Linked DNA regions of Zea mays: region 2 is linked to region 1. The links are chromatin contacts, called in public Hi-C maps. All regions are on one chromosome and are shown on one strand. Each heading gives the region's core, a stretch centred on a gene start, on an enhancer-like site or on the middle of the called end of the contact. The rest is flanking DNA. Distances are from core to core; before and after follow the strand shown.

Region 1 (3,528 bases), core at 1,016-3,515:
TAGTCGTATTACGTGTGTTTGCAGGCTTTTCAGGATCACGGGAGTTTAACCTATAAGCATCTTTAACGCTTGCAAAGATGTGCATGTCGTCACACACCACTACACCACGAAGTACGTAAAACACATACACTATGATGCTATGATCTTATCCTTTTGTTAGGTTCTGTAGTAGACAGAATCGAACACAGCTGGGTCGTGGGTGGTGACACAAACGTAAACACCTGTACTTCACTACGAGGGATCACACAAAAGTACGTGTATTAAACCAATTAACAGCACCTTTAATTAGCTTAATTAACTAGCTAATAAGGCTGTAGCTTTGCAAGCCTGCTTTCAAAAGCGATCAGAAAAAAGCAATAGCTATAGCACACCTACGAGATGTGATAAAAAGCGTGGGAAAAGGAAATGCTAGCTTAGATGGCAATGCAAGGTGTGCTTACCGCGACGAAGAAATCTTTCATGAGGAGGCCGTAGAAGAACCAGGCAACGGCGCTGACGGTGAGGAAGAAGGAGAGCCAGAAGGGCATGAACTCCACGCTCTTGGTCCTGATCACTTGCCGCTGTGGTATCAATCGACAAATAAAACAAAATGTTTGATTATTACTAGCTAGTCGTTATTAGCATGCAGTTGCCAGTTGACACTCCGAGTATTAGACACTAGAGCATGTGTATAGATGGCCAAATGGGCCGTGCTTAACGGGCCGGCCCGAAGCACGGCCCGTTTAATAGTGCCGGGTCGGGCCCGACACGACAGCCGTGCCGTGCTTGGGCCGCTGTCTCGGCCCGCAGTGCCGGCCCGGCCCGGCACGATTATATTTTTTTTATTTTATAAAACATAGTATATATATATTTAGATTTTATATTTGCTATTTACAACAAATACGCTAGAGTTCTACTGGTTAGCCTCTTACATTTAGTGCTCCCAGCTTAGAAGAGGGAGGTCCTGGGTTCAAAACCCCACTGCGCCCAATTTTTTTGCAGTTTTTCTGATTAAATGGACAACGTGGGCAAATTAAACGGGCCGGCCCGGCACGGCTACCAGGCCGGCGTGCCGTGCCTGGGCCGCATCTGCGGCACGTGGGCCGACCGGGCACGGCCCGTTTAACTGTCGTGCCTAACGGGCCCGTGCCGGGCCGGGCCGCCCGTTTGGGCACCTATAAGCATGTGCATGCGGCTAGCTATAGCTTATTAGCTTACGATGATGGTGAGAGGAGCGACGAAGACGGCGAAGGCGAAGGCGGAGCCGACGCCGCCGGCGATGGAGACGCGGCGCTGCCCGTCGACGTAGAACTGCAGGAAGGCGACCATGGCCCCGAAGAGCCCCATGTTCATGGTGCAGAGCAGCTTGAGGGTGAAAGCCATCGCGGGCTTGGGCGCGTAGGTGAGGTAGATGGCGAGGTAGACGGACTCGACGACGCAGGCGATGGTGTTGATGGAGAGGAGGAGGAGGTCCACGCTGAGCAGCGCGTAGTAGAGCCACAGCATTGCGCTCAGCAGAGCCACCACGTACGGCACCGACTGGAACGACTCCGTCGACTTCTTCTTGTAAACACGGTAGAACGTCGGCCTGCACGTACCGTACGTACATCAATATATTACTGTTTCATAGAGGTGAATAGGTGATGATGATGAATATTAGGAGCGCTAGCTAGCTAGAGCAGTTCTGATTCTGAATAATATATGCATGTACTCTGATATGATACTCACACTGGTGCAAGGGTGACCAAGAATGATAAGATGTTGCCTGTAGAGAGAAAAAAAACAGAACAAGCGAAAATTAGCTCATTTATTTACATGTATATTGTACATGAACAGCAACTCTGGATCGAGTGATATATTAGCTTGCCAGCAGATCGAACACGTAATTTGCAGCAGGGCGACAGTTTTTATATATTTCACTTCAGCGGCAGAGTAAATATATGTTTACTATCTGACTGTTTGTCAGGGGTGGGGGCCGGGGATTAACAAAAGTAGCTTAGAGCAATCGATCGACAACTATACCGCGCTAAATTTGTGAGAAAATAATGCAGCGCATCTTCCACAAAAGAAAACTGTGAGCATGCATGCGTGCATAACTGCATATATATACCTAGGATCCCCACAGCAAACACCACCGGGTGCCCAACAGTAATCATCTTGAATGCTCAGCTAGCTCTCTCAATAGGTGCCTAACAACAGGATCGAGAGCTAAGCAGCAGGGGCCGCCTGTCTAGCTAGCTTGTGTTGTTTCGCTAGTTCAGGCCAAACACTCTACTGCGCACACGCCTGACACAGCACAATGCGATCTCCCTTCCTGGCCACGGCACGGTATTTATAGGGCCCGACGCGAGATAACTAATGCTAAAGTAATAATCTGATAAGGAGAGGCTGGGTCTCGATCTGCGCTGCATGCTTTGCAGCTGAATTATGGGAAGAGTTGTTTGCCATCCGGTCCTCCGGTGGCTCTGCATGCGCATACGTGTTGGCGGGCGCACTCGCCACACCCCGATCCTAATCACATCCTCGCCTGGCTTATGTGTCAGTAATCCGCGACATGTCGCAGTAAGGCGGCGCGTCTCGTATGACACATGTATATTTACTGTGTTACTTGCCGTCTACATGTGTCGATCGATCTCTCCCTAGCTCCCTCGTTTGTTCAGGATATGTAGGTAACATGAGCGCACATGTACATGCATGTTGTGTTCATCGATCTCCCTCGCTCGTTTGTTCAGGACATACATATAACGACGACACGATCACATGCACGGGCGCACATGTGTTGTGTTCATCGGTCTAGCTACTGTGATCAACAATATTCTCTCCTTGTCGTTGTTGATCAACAATGTGACCGATCTTTTTCATGCTCTAATAAGGAAAATATATATGTACGTATTTATTTGGACATTCTCATTTGTTGGCGATTAATCTGTTTAGAAAGCTAGCGGGGCATATAATAAGAGTTCTAGGCAGATAGCTGCTTGCATTGGGGGGGCATGCATGCAGGATAACCTGGCAAAAGTTGCAATCATGCAAGTAAAATACTAACACACCACCCTTTTTTTTCTATACCAAATTAAAGTACCCGCCGTGAGAGAAAAAAAAATCTAGCTAGACAATGGTAGGCGCAGTGAAAAATTAAATCCTTACCAGCAACTACCGCAGCTGGCCCTAGTGTGGCGCGGTTACTTTGGAGCACCGCGACGTACCAGACCAGAGTACGACCGACCATGCTGCTGCATGCATTTGCTACGCGGTCTCGGCCGGTCGCGTCAAAAAAGTAGTACGTCTCTAGCGCGGCAAGCACCACGGATGCAGGGTTACTACACACGTCGTTAGGCCGCGAGGCGATCAGGACCGTCCACATGCGCAGCCTATGCTATGATTGGGGCGGCGATCCCCGGCGTAGACGTGCGTGCGTGCCCGGCGAGCTGGCTGCCCACCTATATCCAAATCAGAACAACCGGCGCGCGGCGACTAGTATAGGAGGGTGAATCGAAGCCTCAAATTTTTCTCGTCAAGCAGGCAGACATACGTACGAGCGAGCAATAT
Region 2 (3,398 bases), core at 550-3,049, 230 kb after region 1:
AATTATGCACCAAGCAAAAAGTGAAATCTAGGGTTCAACATGATGCAACAATTCATACTCCCTTAGGGTTTAACATAATAAACTATAACTACAAGTAAAATAAGCACTTAACTCCTATAGAAATGAGAAAGAAGAGAATGAGGAAGGATGAGAAAAGGAAGCAACACCTGAATTTGTGAATATGAGCAAAGAAATTTTATACCCCCAAATTCAGGGTGTTACAATGGAGATCAACCGTCGGACAACTGTTCCATATGTAATATGGGACAACAAACCCTGAATTGATATTCTAGGGTCGTTTATGTCGCAACTAATCTCCTCACAAGCTCGAGCGAAAATCTTATCAAAAGATGGTCTTTCATCGAACAACATGGTCACGATCTTCATACCATCAAAAGTAACATTCTCATAAGCATCTATCTCCACCCTTCCTCCATGGTATAGTGTTACTAGGCTATCCATCTATTGCAAAATGGATTACTAACTCAATAATGGCTATATACTTAAGCCTAAAAACTTACTAAGTAATAAATATATATTAACTAATAACTATATAGTAAATATTAAATGAACACATCAAACGAAATTACATAATCTATGAATAATGTACGAAAACAATGTATACCTGAGATCGCGTACGAGTCCAGCTAACGGTGGAGAAGGTCAAGTCGGATGAACACCTACGTACAAAAAAAACTATTGTCAATAAAAAATTTGGCAGCACCTCCCCTGTAAAGTGATGTTTATAGAACCTGCAAATAAACGACAACATGATGGTTGCCAACACAGAAAACATGTAATATCAATGTGCTAAACAAAATGCTAACTATATAATCACTAAGAATTTACTAAACACTAACAATATGCTAAGCAAGAAACTAGCTAACTATTTTAATAAACACTAACAAGAAAATAAATATCTAACTATTTACTAAACAATAAATAAGTGGATAGCTAACTAATTACTAAACACTAACAATAGCTAACAATTTAATAACTAAGTAATTAAAAACAAAAAAAAATTACCTGGCGGCAGTGGCCGGGGCGGGAGCTGGCGCGGTGGCGCGGTGGCCGGGCCGGGGCGGGAGCTGGCGTGGTGCCAGGCGCGCGGCGGCCGGCGCTGGCGAGCTCGGCGGGCGGGGCGAGCGAGCGCGGTCGTCGAAGCTCGGCGGGCGGGGAGGGCGGAGCTCGGCGGTGGTCGGGAACAGCGGCGGCTAGGGCGCGTAGAAGCTGAAAAGTAACAGAGAAGAAACACAGAGAAAAGGGGATTGTGGTTAATTCCTAGCTCGGCGCCAAGATCTGTGGCGCCGAGCTAGGTGCCATGCGGACATCCACGTCACCCCTGCCCGCCATGGCCACGTCACAGCTTGGCGCCATAGGCTGTGGCGCCGAGCTGTGTTACCTCGGCGCCACAGCCTATGACGCCGAGCATCGGATCCAAACGTGTAAATAAAATTTGTGGGGGTCCAAACGTAGATTTGTGTCATAAAAGGGGCTAAAAACAAAAAATTCGGCCGAATTACCCGTACTCAAACTCCATGTCCCCACCTCTGGAACGACCCACCGGCCAGGTGCCACCTCCCGCGGGCCGCGGCCCATGAGTCCATGAGAGTATGAGACATGTCCCTGAGTCCTTGACGGCCTGACCTCGAGCCCAACAAAGCAACTCAGGCATCCACCTACGCGCCTGCTCTACCCTAGTGGGCATTCCTGCCGGCTGCCGACTGCCGTCCCGGCATCCTGTTGTTGCCCATCTCATCGCCCGCGGCCGGCCGCCCAGTGCCGCACAACCACCATATCTCCCTCACAGTCACAGCCTCACTCCATGACGCTCGTTGCCTGCCAGCCAGCCTAATCTATAAGCTCATCGCCGTCGAGGCAGTGCCCAGCTGCTCTCTTCTATTTCTACAAGCGGTCAGGTAGTATTATTAGTATGTTGTATGGCTAATGGCTAATGGCTAATGGCCGATGGCCTGCGAGACAACACCAACTGCGCCGAGCTGCCGCAGACAACACCAACTGCACACTGCTGCATAGGAGGTCAGGAGAAGGCGCTCCAGCGCAGCACGGCAGCAGGGGTACGGACTGATTGAAATTTTCCTTTCCTAAATTGCAAACGCTTGTACGAATCGAGAAGATGGGAGCAGCAGTGCAGCACTACCGTCTCTCCCTGGAGGTGTTCGATGAAATGCCTAAGCTAAGATTATATGCCAAATTCAGTTCTGAATATCTGATTTTCTGCTGCACTGCAAGGTTTAAACCGATCTTAGTTCTGGCATGTGTAAGTATAAGGCAGTGTTGGATGTGCTAGCTGTTCAGTTCATATTTTTATGTTCCTGTCTGGTTCACTGTGGTGTATTTCAAGAACAGATTTGTCTTGCTTTCAAGACATTGACATCTGATTTTTTGGCTCATTAGATTTCTGGACGGATCTGATTGAATAAACCGTGAAGGAGATGCCCTGGAATAGATTCATGCCCTTCCTTTCAAAATGTTGTACTTCTACCGTTCAGACATCTTCATCATATTCATCTTTTTCCTCGTCCTTCTCCCCGATACAACCATGGTTATTTGTGGGTCTTGGCAACCCTGGTGAGAAGTATCAATCCACCAGGCACAACGTAAGTTGCACATCTCATCTTGTATCTCAAAATTTCTCAATATCATGGTACTTATGTTCGTATTTTTTCTTGCAATTTGTTTGCTCACAGGTGGGTTTTGATATGATAGATGCATTTGCGCAATCCCAGGGTATACCCCTGACTACACATTACTTCAAAGCACTCTTTGGTGAAGGTTTGGCGCCATTTACGCACCCTGAGAAAGAATATCACTCCTCATATTTTGTGATACATGTTTTTGTTTCTTAGCACAAAGGGTTAAATGAATGTGTTGTCCGCGCCATTGATTCAGGGATGGTTGATGGAGTCCCTGTTCTTCTTGCCAAGCCCCAGACTTATATGAATCTCAGTGGAGAATCTGTAAGTGACACTTCTGGGCGTGTTTCCTAGTTCTCCTGCCTTGTACTATTCTATTCTTGCATACTTTGTTTCTTTCACTGATTTTCTGTGGTATGGGCATTAATTTAGCTGATGCAACTAAATGCTATCCGATGTTTCACCTGCTACCTCTTGAATTTGAGGTCCCATTGCACATGTAATGATGTAAACTTAGGGTCTGTTTGGTTGGGCTGTGGCTGTGGAAAAAGTTGCTGTGGGCTGTGAGCTGTGGAAAAAGCTGCTGTAGGCTGTGTGCTGTTAAAAAGCTAAAAATCGTTTGGTGGAAACCACTAAAAGTCGTTAAAAGTTCTTCGATATATGTTTTCACAGTTCCATCCAAAAGCCACTAAAAGCAGGTCCAGGGGTGCTTTCAGTTTTGCACTACGAGAAAGTCGGCTT

Evidence for each region. A called contact is a pair of places that touch in the nucleus more often than the background predicts.
Region 2: a Hi-C map of ear shows a contact between it and region 1, with 3 times the contacts expected there. The contact joins the promoter of LOC100217227 here to the promoter of LOC100217087 in region 1. A contact is called at or near these places in 5 of 25 Hi-C or Micro-C datasets (bundle sheath, ear, endosperm and 2 more).

What each region holds. Positions count from the first base shown.
Region 1 is chr1:59,332,935-59,336,462 of Zm-B73-REFERENCE-NAM-5.0, forward strand. It overlaps LOC100217087, which reads right to left and starts at 2,266. Exons shown (of 5, transcript NM_001143456.1): 1 at 2,090-2,266; 2 at 1,708-1,744; 3 at 1,198-1,567; 4 at 441-560. The coding sequence starts at 2,135.
Region 2 is chr1:59,565,016-59,568,413 of Zm-B73-REFERENCE-NAM-5.0, forward strand. It overlaps LOC100217227, which reads left to right and starts at 1,800. Exons shown (of 9, transcript NM_001143583.1): 1 at 1,800-2,078; 2 at 2,419-2,621; 3 at 2,712-2,796; 4 at 2,914-2,981. The coding sequence starts at 2,457.